Linked DNA regions of Sus scrofa: region 1 is linked to region 2. A link is a contact called in public HiChIP or PLAC-seq data. All regions are on one chromosome and are shown on one strand. Each heading gives the region's core, a stretch centred on a gene start, on an enhancer-like site or on the middle of the called end of the contact. The rest is flanking DNA. Distances are from core to core; before and after follow the strand shown. Region 1 has its middle 140 kb from the start of NAMPT. Region 2 overlaps LOC110255500 (a long non-coding RNA gene).

Region 1 (4,004 bases), core at 306-2,805, 200 kb before region 2:
GCCAAAGTACTGTTTCCCAGAGTTAAGTTAGTTCCTTTTTTTCCCCACCCCTTCATTTTTTACTTTTTAATTTTTATTTTGAAAAAAAATGTCAAACTTAGAAAAAAATTGCAAAAATAAAATCAAAGAATTCTTGTATCTTCCTTAAATAACCACATTATAGGAAATTATGTTATTCATTTGTAAGAGAGTTAGTTTTTCCCTTGTTGCTATTCATATTTTATTTGGGGTTCCCTCACGCCATTTGATTAGATTTTCATTTTTATCTTAATTACTGATTTTTTTTTTGCATGTGGAGCATTATTATGATTCTGAAAGTTGGAACTTTACAGAAAAGCATACTCAGAGGCATCTCACCCCCTCAGCCCATACACTGTACTTCTGTTCCTGCATTTTATTTACTCTGTTCCCATCTACTCTCTCTAGGTAACTGATCCTGGCTTTGGGTTTATTCTTCCTGTGTATTTTTGCCTATGCAAACAAATATGTGTATATATTCTCATGTCTCCTTCTCTCCAACATCAGAGGTAGCATACTAGTATAGACACCCTTGCACTTAACCTTGTTCCACTTAACAATATATCTGGGAACTCTCTCCATATCAATTCACTGAGACCCCCTGCATTTATTTATACAGCTGCATGGGATTCCACCGTGTGTATGTATCTTATATGTTCCACTAATCTCCCATGGTTGGGCATTTAGGTTGGTTTCAGCATTATGTAATTAAAAATAACACTGAGATGAATGAACTTGTACAGATGTATTTTTCTGTCCTTGGGAATGGATCCTCAGGGTAAATTCCTAGAAGTAGGCTTTGTGGGTCAAATACAAGTGTACATTGTCTTCTATTGCACCAAATTGTCTTCCACATAGGTTGTACCACCTTGCTACCATTAATGTATAAGAACTTGTTTCCCAACAGACTTTATGGTCATGCTTTTTAAATTTTTATTAATTTGATAGGTTAGAAATAGTATACCATTTGTGGAATATACCGTAGTATTTTAAGTTACACCTCTCAGTAATGAGAGTTTGGACAGCTATTAATATGTTTAAAGGAGTATATACATATGTTTTGTGAATCATTTGTGTCTTTTGCTCATTTTTCTATCAGGTTTTTGGTCCTTTGCCCCTCAATGTGTAGGAAGTTTTTAAAATATTAGAACTATTAACTCTTTGTCTGTGAAATATGTTACAGAGTCTTCCTTTTGAATTTTATGCTACATGCATGTAACACTGAAAAAAAATCTTAAGTTCACAGGAACATGCTTGATAGTGACTGAACAGAAAAGAAGAAAATGTGGCTAGTCGCAGGTTGGGAGTAATTTGAACTCTGTTGGTCCTCAGGATTTTGATTTGCCTTTCTCTCGGGAGCCCTACAAGTGAAGCGACGGTGTGTGCCTGCCAGGAGACAGGGTGAACAGCCAGGTCTGAGCAACTGAAGGTGAGTCCTGACCGCCTCTCCTGTCCCTTTTGGTACATGTGCTTGGGCAGTGTCCCAGTTCCAGGAAATCACTGGGGAATTACACGCATGACTTCTTTTCCTTCCTCGTGGCCACCACATGCTCCAGCAAAAATTGCAAGACTGCTGCTCTTAGAGGCTTGTCAGAGCCTCTCTTCTAAATATAAAAGCAGAGACACTAAAAATAAACAGTGGTGAATGTGAGTTTCATAGGTTCCTGAAATGTCAGGACACCCAGGGAATAAACTTATCTCAAGGAGCCAGGAAGGAGCAGGTGGTGATCCACTTCTGACCTGGATTTTGCAGATGAGGGGAGCCACTTGCTGAGGGTTGCTGAGTAGCTGGACTGTCTTAATTCTTTCTTAAGTTGTGCTGAGGGCAGGACAGCTGGGAATGAGTTGTTTCCTTGTCTAATATTTCTGTGGCAAGATCCTTAAGTACACATAGTCCTCAGGAAAAGAACCAGGGCTGAGGGACTGCAGTGACGAATCTAAATTATTGGAGGATGAGCAAGGCATTTGAACAGCTTAGAGCACATAGAATCACCTGTCAACCAGGAGAGATATGTGCCTGGCACAGTGTCTGTTCCACCAGTGTGTGATTAATACAGGTTTTTTTTTTTTCACGTTCTTTTTTAAAATACTATTTTCTATCATGGTCATCCAGGAAATTGGATATAGTTCCCTGTGCTACACAATAGGATCTCACCAACCATCCATTCTAAATGTAATAGTTTGCATCTACTAACCCCAAACTCCCCATTCATCCCACTCCCTCCCCCCTCCCCCTTGGCAACCACAAGTCTGTTCTCTATGTCTGTGAATCTGTTTCTGCTTGTAGATAGATCCATTTGTGCCATATTTTAGACTCCGCATATAATCAATAACATATGGTATTTGTCCTTTTCTTTCTGACTTACTTCACTTAGTATGAGAATCTCTGGTTACATCCATGTTGCTGCAAATGGCATTATTTCATTCTTTTTATGGTTGAGTAGTATTCCATTGTGTATATGTATATTCCACATCTTCTGAATCCATTCATCTGTCAATGGACATTCAGGTTGTTTCCATGTCTTGGCTATTGTGAATAGTGCTGCCATGAACATATAGGTGCATGTATCTTTTTGAATTATAGTTTTATCTGGATATATGCCCAAGAGTGGGATTGCTGGATCATATGGTAGTTCTATATTTAGTTTTCTGAGGAACTTCCATACTCTTTTCTATATTGGCTGTACCAATTTACATTCCCACCAACAGCAGAGGAGGGTTCCCTTTTCTCCACACCCTCTCCAGCATTCGTTATTTGTAGACGTTCTAATGATGGCCATTCTGACCTGTGTGAAGTGGTACCTCACTGTAATTTTGATTTGCATTGCTCTAATAACTAGTGATGTTGAGCGTCTTTTCATGTGTCTACTGGCCAACTGTATGTCTTCTTTGGAGAAATGTCTATTTAGGTCTTCCGCCCATTTTTCTATTGGGTTATTTGTTGTTGTTGTTGTTGTTGTTCAGTTTTATAAGTTGTTAATATGTGCCATCTTATATGACTATTAGGGATCTCAAGGCTGTGAGCGTTCAGGTAAGAAAGGCAAGGCAAAGAATGAAGGGTAGCTATACCCCTAGACAGATACTCTGAGGTAGGCCACTGGGTGAGACTTAGGAAAGGCTCTTCCAATACACAAAATACAGGTGAAATACACAAAATACACAAAATACAGGTGCAAAATACTGGTGACAATAGCAGCAGATAATCCAAGACACACCTGGACCACATGGTCCCACACCTGCAAACAAGATCAGGCGCTGTCAACACCCATCCCAACTAATGCCTAAAGGGGAGGAAAGCACACTTACTGAAAGCAACAGCAGACTCATGAAAATCCAAGTTATATAACCAGTTAGGCAGAAGCACTTTCATCTTCCAACACAAAGAATGTGACCAGAATACTTATATGGCTTCAATATTACTGTAAGAAGTATTTTCCCTAACTACTCATGGCTTCACTACTCTCGCAGACATCTGGTATAAGCACCCACAGGCGTTCTTTGAACAAGCCGTACTCACGTACTCATCCATTCCTTCCTTTGTGCTGTTAACTTTACCCATAATACCATTCACTCATTCATATATACAGGAACATATTTATTGAATTGTTCACCAATTGCAATTGATTTTTTTTTTCTCTTTAGGGCCACACATGCAGCATATGGAAGTTCCCAGGCTATGGGGTTGAATGGGAGCTACAGCTGCTGGCCTACACCACAGCCACAGCAATGCCAGATCCAAGCCACGTCTTCAACCTATACAACAGTTTGTGGCAACATCGGATCCTTAACCCACTGAGCAAGGCCAGGGATCGAACCCACATCCTCATGGTTACTAGTCATGTTCGTTACTACTGAGCCACAGTGGGAAATCCCTTGATATTTTTTATTGATATATATATACATTTTCAGTATATATATACACTTTTTCAGATTCTTTTCCATTATAGGTTATTACAAGATACTGAATGTTGTTCAACTTATATGAT
Region 2 (3,748 bases), core at 658-3,157:
GGAGAAATAACCCACCCTCTCAGCTACTCTTGAAACTAGGAACAGAGAAAAAAATAACAGGTACTACAAAGAGTTTAAAAAGCTATTGCAGGAGTTCCTGTCGTGGCGCAGTGGTTAGCGAATCCGACTAGGAACCATGAGGTTGCGGGTTCGGTCCCTGCCCTTGCTCAGTGGGTTAACGATCCAGCGTTGCCGTGAGCTGTGGTGTAGGTTGCAGACACGGCTTGGATTCCGAGTTGCTGTGGCTCTGGTGTAGGCCAGTGGCTACAGCTCTAGTTCGACCCCTAGCCTGGGAACTTTCATATGCCACAGGAGTGGCCCTAGAAAAGGCAAAAAGACCGAAAAAAAAAAAAAAAAAAAAAACCGATTGCAATCCTATATTATGCCCAGGGACACATTACATCTTAATAGGCAAAAAATATAACTCATTAGATAAAATTATTTGAGAGTTCCCACTATGATGCAGTGGATTAAGGATCCAGTGTTGTTTCTTAGGCAGCACAGGTTCAATCCCTGGCCTTGCACAGTGGGTTAAGGATCTGGGGTTAGTGCAGCAGTGATGTAGGTCGAAGCTGCAGCTCAGAGTCCATCCCTGGCCTAGGAACTTCCATATGCTATGGCTATGGCCAAAAAAAGGGAAAAAACCCAAAACTATTCCTTTGGCAGGTCCTTATCTGTTTCTTCACTAGAAACCATGCAATGGGACAGCAGGAACAATGCCTAACCTTTTAGCCACACATCCTCAAGACCTAAGCTGGGACCTTGGTCCAAAAGAAAATCCAACAAATACTGCTGGGAGACTGGTACTTCAAAAGCCTACAACTCTCACCTCTACCTCCCATCACACCCCAGCTATGTCTCATCCTCCACCTGCCTCTCCTACTCCGTGCCCCCAGGTCCTCATTGCCTGGAGCCAAATACTGCTGCTTTTTAAGGCAAAAAAGGGTCAACCATTCAAGCAGCCTTCATGCATCTGCATCTTGTGGGAAATTCCAGATTAGAATTTCCATCTGCTTTGGCCAAAAAAAAAAAAAAAAAGTCAAATTAGATAATTTCCCCCAAAGAACCCCAAACTACTATAAAGAGTATAAAGATCTCCTCAGGAATTCACTGGTCAGAAGCATGAACTCCCAGGACAGTCAGAACTCCCTAAATATACAACATCTCATCCTCCTGACCATAATTTTTGCTTGTTTGTTTTCACTTTTTGACCACAGTCTTCAGTAAGAAACACATTTCATACTGCAACCCAGTCACACTGTACCCCAGTCACAAAAATATACATGTCACTGGGACCCTTACTTGGTGCAGTGCCCTTTAACACTGACACATCTGTTCTGTTTGGTTTTATTCTACTCTACTGGGGTTTTTTTTAAATGCTGGTTGTAGCCCACGAAATTGATGTCTTGAGCCACTAAATGGTCATGACCTTCAGTTGAAAAACACTAGCCTAAACTGACCCAGCTCAGTGTCACCCACCTACCCCAGACCTTTTATTCACAAGATCAAAGTTCTCCAAGAAGCCCCATGTCCAGTGGCCTCCTGAGCAAACCTAGGGCTGCCAATTATAATGAGTTTCAGGAATGCAGCAAGTAAAAAGCTTTTACCCTGTGCCATGTCCTGTGTGATAAAGAAATGAACAATTATGCTTGCCAACTCTGTGCGAGGCATGCTAGGTACTTTGCATGACTGGCTTTCCTTAATCCCCTCACCAGTTCTCTCTGGTAGTCATCATTCCCACTTTAGAAATGAGACAACTGATGAAAACAAATAGAAAGTAACAAGCTGGTAAGGAACCAAGTGAGATTTCCAGCCAGAGCTGTGTGACTCTATAAGCCACCATGCTCGTCTTCCTGACAGCACTGCATCAGCCAGAATGAAGTCTTTCCTTCCTTGCCGTATCCCTGTGTCTGTCCACATGCAGCATCTCACTCCAGATCTGGCCTTCTATCACTTCCCCCAGGAAGGCCCCTCTAAGAGCCACTATCTACCAACATCTAGATACACAATCGGCACTGTATTTTTCTATGAGGCTCTACAGTGCTTGATTATCACATGTGCAATTTGTGTGCAGTATGGGTGCGTGTGAATGTGTGTATGTTTATTGCTCTTCTCTGCTGCCAAAATCATACACCTGCTTTCCATAAATAGGCACCTGCAGTTCTTAGAGCCATATGTCAGATTCCACGATTCTTTTTTTCTGGTACCTCATCTGACCCAGCTACTTGAGAATGACTAGCTTGAGCATTTCCAGCTATTTTTAGTTCCTTCTGACGCTGACCTATGCTGTTCACCAAGGAGCTGGTAGGAACTGGAAGGGCTGTATCAACCTTAACAAAACAACTTCTCAGGCAGCTGACTGCCTGCAGCTTTGGGACAAGGGATGAAATTAAGAAATCTTAAGTGCAGAGCTTTCCAAATGGGGAAGGAAAGGGCAGACAATCCCAACTGTCCACCAGCAATCCAGATTGCCACCTCAGCCAGCTCAGGCTGTGGGAGAAAAGAGAGCAAAGAATATAAGAAGAAGGTGAAGGCAACCTAACAAATCTACAACCAACCGACTCTTAAGAGCAAAACCCTGAAAAGAACCAGAGGTGGGCTCTCCTCCATGACCTCCTCAAGCTTTCCTCAAAGGTCTTCCAGAGTACATGGTACCCTGGGACTTGGAGAAGCACCCTGAACTCACACCCTGGTAAAGGGGGGTGATCCTACTAAGGCAAATTCCTTTGGTTGGGGTGTGTCCTTCTTCAGAGTGGAATACTAAAAGCCATCTCACTGCCCAGGTGCCAATTCAGCACATATCCTGATCCAACCTCACTTCAAAATTTTTTTCCATATCCACTGGTTTAAGAATATACAGAGTGTAGATATATAGAGATATATGGAGTAGCTACGTGAATATGCAGAATATTCAAAGAGAGGGAAAGAAACCATACCTGATAATTTCTAAGAGACCCATATTAGGAATGATAATTAGCACTTTAAGAAAAAAAAAACTGTTTTTCAGTTCTATTTTATGAATTTACACATCTGCCCAAAGAAGTTCCAGCCCAAAAGAACAAATCAGTCAAGTCATTTGAACCAGTACTTTCGTCTTGATTTAAGTAGACTAAAAGGAACTAGTTTCACAGTCTTCATCTGTTTTTCAGATTAATATGAGATAGATAACAGCATTCTATAGTACAGCAAATGATTCCTTTTTGTTTTCATAAATTATCACAGATCTGAAGATGTGTATGTCTGTGTTAAGGGCTAGCACTTTTTCAAAAGTTTTTGATATTTAAATAACCCATCTATCTACGAGCAAATTTCTCATAGCATTTATTTAAATAGCATCTATTCCAAACAAAATTTTAGCACTATCAGTGAGCTGATTCCTATGATAAAATATCATAAGCGAGAAAGAATTAATTTTCACCCCATTCTAAATGAAACCCAAATTTCACTGTTTACAATATATTTCATTACACCTAAAAATAAGAGTTTAATATCATCAAATATCTAATCAATGTGCAAATTTCCTCAATTGTCCTATAATTCTTAAAAGTCTATTCAAAGCACACATGGAACATGCTCCAGGACAGATCACACGCTAAACCATAAAACAAGTCTTAATAAATTTAAGAAGACTGAAATCATGTCAAGCATCTTTTGTGACCACAGAGGTATGAAACTAGAAATCAGTTACAAGAAGAAAACCAGCAAATTCATAAATATGTAGAGATTAAACAGTATGCTACTGAACCAA

Evidence for each region. HiChIP or PLAC-seq counts read pairs in DNA pulled down with a chosen protein or histone mark.
Region 1: a contact with region 2 is called in an H3K27ac HiChIP or PLAC-seq map of skeletal muscle, with 6 times the contacts expected there. The contact joins two enhancer-like sites. A contact is called at or near these places in 1 of 47 Hi-C or Micro-C datasets (skeletal muscle) and 1 of 2 datasets of contacts at active chromatin or transcription factors (skeletal muscle).

The regions. Positions count from the first base shown.
Region 1 is chr9:106,304,647-106,308,650 of Sscrofa11.1, reverse strand. No RefSeq gene overlaps it. Among named protein-coding and RNA genes, the nearest start is that of NAMPT, 140 kb to the right of the region's middle. Within about 2 kb of position 1,555, at least 8 of the 83 cell types and tissues checked have an H3K27ac peak or open chromatin away from gene starts, as enhancers often do. A contact at or near this core is called in skeletal muscle, where this site is marked.
Region 2 is chr9:106,105,045-106,108,792 of Sscrofa11.1, reverse strand. All of the region lies in intron 1 of LOC110255500 (a long non-coding RNA gene), which reads right to left. Among named protein-coding and RNA genes, the nearest start is that of NAMPT, 55 kb to the left of the region's middle. Within about 2 kb of position 1,907, at least 8 of the 83 cell types and tissues checked have an H3K27ac peak or open chromatin away from gene starts, as enhancers often do. A contact at or near this core is called in skeletal muscle, where this site is marked.